Regions from separate parts of the Sus scrofa genome. Here region 1 is linked to region 2. The links are chromatin contacts, called in public promoter capture Hi-C maps. All regions are on one chromosome and are shown on one strand. Each heading gives the region's core, a stretch centred on a gene start, on an enhancer-like site or on the middle of the called end of the contact. The rest is flanking DNA. Distances are from core to core; before and after follow the strand shown.

What was found. Promoter capture Hi-C pulls out the DNA fragments that hold promoters and counts their contacts.
Region 1: a promoter capture Hi-C map of liver shows a contact between it and region 2, with 7 times the contacts expected there. The contact joins the promoter of COL11A1 here to the promoter of RNPC3 in region 2. A contact is called at or near these places in 2 of 5 promoter capture datasets (fetal liver and liver), 5 of 47 Hi-C or Micro-C datasets (embryonic fibroblasts, mesenteric adipose tissue, retroperitoneal adipose tissue and 2 more) and 2 of 2 datasets of contacts at active chromatin or transcription factors (alveolar macrophages and skeletal muscle).

Annotation. Positions count from the first base shown.
Region 1 is chr4:115,637,016-115,639,885 of Sscrofa11.1, forward strand. COL11A1 (collagen alpha-1(XI) chain) reads left to right here and starts at 1,366. Exons shown (of 69, transcript XM_001929372.7): 1 at 1,366-1,503. The coding sequence starts at 1,398. It overlaps LOC110260369 (a long non-coding RNA gene), which reads right to left and starts at 593. Exons shown (of 2, transcript XR_002343562.1): 1 at 270-593. It overlaps LOC110260368 (a long non-coding RNA gene), which reads right to left. Exons shown (of 3, transcript XR_002343559.1): 1 at 2,413-2,870; 2 at 1,323-1,485; 3 at 687-1,142.
Region 2 is chr4:115,310,348-115,313,398 of Sscrofa11.1, forward strand. It overlaps RNPC3 (RNA-binding protein 40), which reads right to left and starts at 1,613. Exons shown (of 16, transcript XR_002343546.1): 1 at 1,049-1,613.

The sequences.
Region 1 (2,870 bases), core at 116-2,615, 330 kb after region 2:
TACTTTAAACACGGAAAAAATGACCAGGGAAGCTATAGTCTGGGTTTAACTGGGTTACTTTGAGGAGGGGTAAGTAGAAGGAATTTAGAAACCTGCCCCTTCTCATTATTTTCACTGTAGAGTGATATTTTCAGCTCCTGAGGCCCTTCAAGAGGAGCCCTGGGCCCAGACGCTTGGAGATCTCCAGGAGTTGCTTTCCTTGCTTTTCTCCTCCCCCTGCCCCTCATCCGGGTTCAGGACAGAATCAGCTGGAAAATTAAATTACTCACCCCCTTAATGTCAGCTCCCATATATTTCTTTCTCCTCCTGCCTCAGAGCACAGTTCAGCTCTTTAAGAGAAGAGCCTCTGAATGAAGCTAGTGCGGTATTTAACCACCAAGAGAGAAACCTGTCAGTTTCAGATCTCCAAGGAGGGCTTCCCTATAAGAAGGGGAATGGGTTTTGACCCCGTGGGCCCCTCCATCTCACCTCCATCCCTTTCTTCTAATTCTCCGTTTAAGAAAATAATAAAAATACTTTTCGGAGCAGGCAGAGCAATGAGTCCGTTGGTTCCACGACTGCTATAAGAAGCAGATTTTTGCACAGGGATAAGATTACGGCTGGCAGCCCAGAACTCCAGTGGTGTGGCGGATCAGACGCTGGGCTCCTCCCCTCCCCCGCTGACGAACGGGAGGCTAACAGACGGGTGCAAGTAGACAAGTAGCTGTTTTTATTGAATACAGAAGCTCCTTGAAAACTCTGTGGACTCCGGGTCTCTCCTGCAATTCCTTTCATTCCCAAAGTGCTGGAGCCAAGCACGCGTCCCCCATAACGCCCTCCCATTTCTTCTCGGGGATTTGGGTAGGAGAGGAGGGAGGAGTGGAATGGGGAGATGGGGGGTGGTTGGTGGGCTGGGCTAGCCAGGAGACCTGATTCTTGGGCAAGGAGAGGGGGGCGGGCTCGGGGCCGCCCGCGAGGCGTGTGATTGGGTCTGACCTTCAGCAGGCTTGTCAGTTTCTCCTGGGGTAAGGGGGGCGCAGGAGCGGAGTGGGCGGGGGAGGGGGCTGCCCAGAGCTTCTCGTCCTGCCCACTGACGGCATGAAGCCTTTAGGGGCACGCAGGCCTCTCAGATTTTTGGTTGAAGCCCCTCATCTGCCGTCAGTCTGAAGGCAGGGCCCCGCAGAGGACGGATCGGAGGGTCCCGGCCAGCGGGGCCAATCGAGAGGGAGAGGAGGGGGCGAGAGACAGGAAGGAAGCAAACCATCAAATTTAAAGAAAAAGCCCTTTGACTTTTTCCCCCTCTCCCTCCTCAATGGCTGTGTAGCAAACATCCCCGACGATACCTTGGAAGGGACGAAGTTGGTCTGCAATCGCAATTTCGTGGGTTGAGTTCTCAGTTGTGAGAGCGGGGCTCGGAGATGGAGCGGTGGTCCTCTAGGTGGAAAACGAAACGGTGGCTCTGGGATTTCACCATAACAACTCTGGCACTGACTTTCCTCTTCCAGGCTAGAGAGGTCAGAGGAGGTAAGAAAAAATGGTTTGGGGGAGGTGGGAGAGTGCCGTCGGTCTTTCTCATTCTGCGCCCCTCCCCCCTTCTTTCCTCCAGCCCCCTCCCCCCCTCAAAAAAACAAAAAACAACAACAAAAAAAGCCCTCAACAGTTCTCTTAAATGAAATCCAGATTGTAGCTGCCATCAGGTTGGAAGTGAAGACTGGAGAGAGAGATGCATGTAGGCGGGACAGTAATGGGAGAAGAGGTAGCAGAAAAAAAGATCTGTCAGGCGCAGAGCCTGCTGAAATGCCCTTCACTACTTTCCAGGGGCTTTGAAAAGAGGAAGAATATTACCTTGAACACAAGGGAAGTTTTACAAAGCTTTTGTTTGAGGAACAGTCCTTAGACTGACCTTTGAACACACCTTCTGGTTTCTTCAGGGTCTAACACATGGAAGTGCTTTTTTAAAGGTGAGCTAAGGAGAAAATATAGAGAAAGGGTATAAAATGAACCTCGGTAAAGTTCTTTGTCTGGAACAAAGTGAGAAGCAAGATGTTGTACTTTTAGGGATACGAGAGAAAGCAGAAGGGCATGAATCTTGAAGCCTGAGAAGTGTGTGTGAGAGTGTGCGTGTGTGGCATTTTGAAGAGATTTTAAGTGGGAAAAAATGGCAGATAAGAAATGGGTAAAGACAAGGAGAACCCTTCTTCCCTGGATTTCAGTCCCCTCTTCCCCTCTATGACCCCCCACCTCCACCCCCACCTTCTTCTTGCAGGTTGGACGTGCAGTTCTCTAGGAGAATGATGAAACTCTCCACAAGCAAATGGGGTGGGGGTGGAGGAATAGGGATTGGAGGGAAGGGGAGGGGGCGCGGGGTGGGATGGGAGGAGAGAGGTAAGGAAAAGTTCCTACGTGGCACCACCAAATATTCAATGACCAGACCTGCTCGGAAGACTGCAGCCCTGTCAGTACCCGAGGAGGGAGAGCGACTTCACTCCTCCCCTCCGCCTCCTCCCTCCCCTTCCCCCGCCCTTGCCCGCAAAGGCATCTGGCCGGAGCGGTCCGTTAGGTGCCGTAGACACGGCCGGCGGGAGAACGCCTTTGGAGTTCAGGGAGCTCAAACAGCTTAGAGTGGAAAAGCAAGCTTTGTCAGGAGTGCGTTGAGACGTAGGGGGTAGGAAGGAGGGTGGCAACGATTGGCTGAGGGAGAAAGAAATTGTGAAGCCCAAATGCGCAGGCTTTAGTGGAAACCTGAGTCTGACCCTGGTGGGTGCCAAGATCTGAGTTCTCCCTAATGGGAATTAGCGCTCCCGGAGGCCGAACTCGGCGAAACCAGGTCTGTGCTTCTTCCCCGCACTGAGAGATGTTCATTCACCTTCCTAAGTAGCATGCAGTGGTGG
Region 2 (3,051 bases), core at 363-2,862:
AGCAAATGTTCCTTTTGTGAGTTTTCCTTAAAATGAAGGTTCAATGGGAGAAGTCTACTTTTAAATATAAACTATATTTAGGTATTTTTAAACTATAAGAGGAAAATAAGTACAAAGTAAATGAATCATTATGCTGAGTTTCTGTAAATGTTAATCAAGACTTTACAAGTTTATTGATTATATACCGCATACCTAATTTTGTCTACTCTATTCAAGATAACCCAATTAAGTGTATTTAAACTGAATCACACAGAATATTTATATTTGCTGGTATACATGACACTGTGCAAAACTGGTTCTTCTTCCAATTCAGTAATTCTCAACCCTGGCTGCATATTAGAATCACCTGGGGAGAGTTAACCACTGATGTTTTGCCCCATTCACAGGCCATCTTTCGGAAACATAACATCACCGTTATTATTTTCATGGCGAGAAATCCACCGGAAACATCTTTAAGTGTAAAAGAAAATAAAGCAACTGTGTATACTCCTGTGTTAGAACTTTTAATAGTCTTAAAATATCGTTTTCTAAAGGAGTCCGTCGGAAACTTTATGAGGAACATCTTCGTCAAAAATCTAGTCGAAACCCTGTAACAAGGTTTCTCCTAATTTACCCTATTTTCTCTTCTATTTTGATGAAAGTTTTAATGCTAGCTTACAAATAAACCAATATTTTAAAAAAAGTAGTGCTTTGTTACTTATTCCTCAGAGTACCCTTGAGTCTAAGAGAATTACTCCCAAATCCAAAGGAGTTTTGAGATTCTCAGCATGAGCGGATATAATGGAATATAACTGAGCTTATTTTCCCTCCTTCTGCTTTGCCCTTCTCACTCGCCCTTTCCCGCAGCGCGGGGAAGAACCCAGGCTCGGGCCAATTAAAACTTGCCTTGGGACGTAAGCTTTCTCGAAAGGAAAGAAAAAGGACTGGCTAGCCCCCACTACGCACGGGCATCTTCCTCGCTCTTTTCCGTCTTTTTTCTGTCAGAACTTCCTCTCCCGGGCCACCAGCCAAAGGCCTTCCCCCGAGGCTCGGGACCGGGCGCCCTTACCAGCCTCCCCTTATCGGACAGGACGCGCACTGACTGTGCCCCGAAATACTTCAGCAAGTCCTCTTTCTCCTCAGCGGTCAGCTCGGCTGGCAGATGCCTCACTAGAAGGGTTCGGTCGCCCCGCGGCGGAGAAAGCGAAGCAGAGCTCTGGCATCCTCTCGACATCGGGATCGGCTGTTCTGGGGCCGCCATTTCCGCTCGAGCACCAGCAACAGAGTAAAGGCGTGAACCCTGCAGTCATCAACCGAAGCTGAGAGAAATGCGTGTTTTTCCACTTCGCGCTAAGGATTATGGAAAACAAGAAAAAACGCGAGAGTTTGCCGTCTTCTCGCGAGACCTACGCCGCGGACCTGTGGTACTTCGAGGACGCTTTTCTCAGACTGCAGGGCGAGGTTCCACAACGATGGGGAAGTAAAATGATTCAAGTTCCAGGTAGCTGCTGAAGGTATTAAAAACAAAAATTCCCCGGAGGAAGGAGTGAGGATTAAAAAAATTGTCAAAGAAAGTAGGAGGGACTTCAGCTACCTTGACGAACGAGGAAATAACCCCAAGGGCAGAAGTCACTTCTGCGCCTGTGCGAGCGAGGAGCGAGTCTGGGCGTGGCGCCAGCGGGGACCCGAGCTGCGCATTATTGGGTTTCCAATCCTGGCGGACTGGAACTTGAGTATGATTGGCAGGTGGGGTCTTGAGGGTGTGCCTACCGTCCGGGGCTGGTAAAGCCTAGACACGGCAAGTTATTAGGCTTAGGGTCGTCCTCGTAGCCAAGCGAGCTCAGTTTAAGGAACAGAAGGTTGAGACATGTTTTGTTTTTTTTGAATCATCAGACTTATAGCAGTCTGATTCGTTCTGCGCACGGTACATTTCACAGAATTGGCGTCCTCTAGAGAAAGATACCCTAATTTAAGTCCCCACAAAAATTCTAAGGGGTAGGTACTCCTCCCCATTTTACAATTAAGGACGCTAATGTACGAGGAGATTTGAGTCACACAGCTAGTAAATGATAGATCAAACAGACTATAAATGATGATAAGAATTTAAAAATCATGGGGAAGCTCCTTCCCAACACACTCATAATGTCATGTGTGTAGAGCCAGGCCTTGGGGGCCCTGTAGGTTAGTTTGGAGTTTTGATTATCAGGAGAGCAATTGGACAGGATTTTTTTAGTAGGGCTTTGTGTGTGTGTATGTGTATATGTATGTAATGATTACATTTTAGATATGAAAATTTCTCTTTGGTTGCATTCTGAAAAAATGGAGTAAAAGCAAAAAGACCAGTTGGGCTACTGGGTAGCCCAGGCAAAAGGCACGGCTAGGGAGTTCCCTTTGTGGCTCAGTGGGTTAAGAACCATGCTAGTATCCACAAGGATGTGGGTTGGACTCCTGGCCTCACACAGTGGGTTAAGGATAAAGGATATGGCATTGGCACAAGCTGCGGCATAGGTCGCAGATGTGACTGTCTGGTGTCTGTGGTGTAGGCCAGCGGCTATGGCTCCAATTCATCCCCTCGCCTGGGAACCTCCATATGCCATGGGTGCAGCCCTAAAGAAACAAAGAAAAAGACACTGTTAGAAATAGTTTGGTGACAGTACCTGAAGAAATAGGAATTGAGATGTATCTTGAAATTATAATTGATAAACTTGAAGAAGAGTAATTAAGGAGAAGTTTGGAGGATGATAATGTCATTCACTGAGCATGAGAAGAGTGAAGTATAGCTAGGTTAGGAACTGTAGGGGAGGGAGGAACACATAAATTTAAAGTACCTCATCAGTATTCATGTTTCAGCTAGGCAGTTGGATGTGTAAGTATGGCGTTCTGGAGAAACATTAACACTGGATACACGTATAGCATCAACACATATGATATTAATATCCAAGGGAGACCAGTGTTGATCCATGGGGGCACCCATTGTTGAGAAATTGAGAGGTGGGAGAACAAGGTGATCCCTCTTGGCATTTACAGTCTAGTAGTAAGACAGACTCAAACAGGTATGTAAGTAAATGAGTT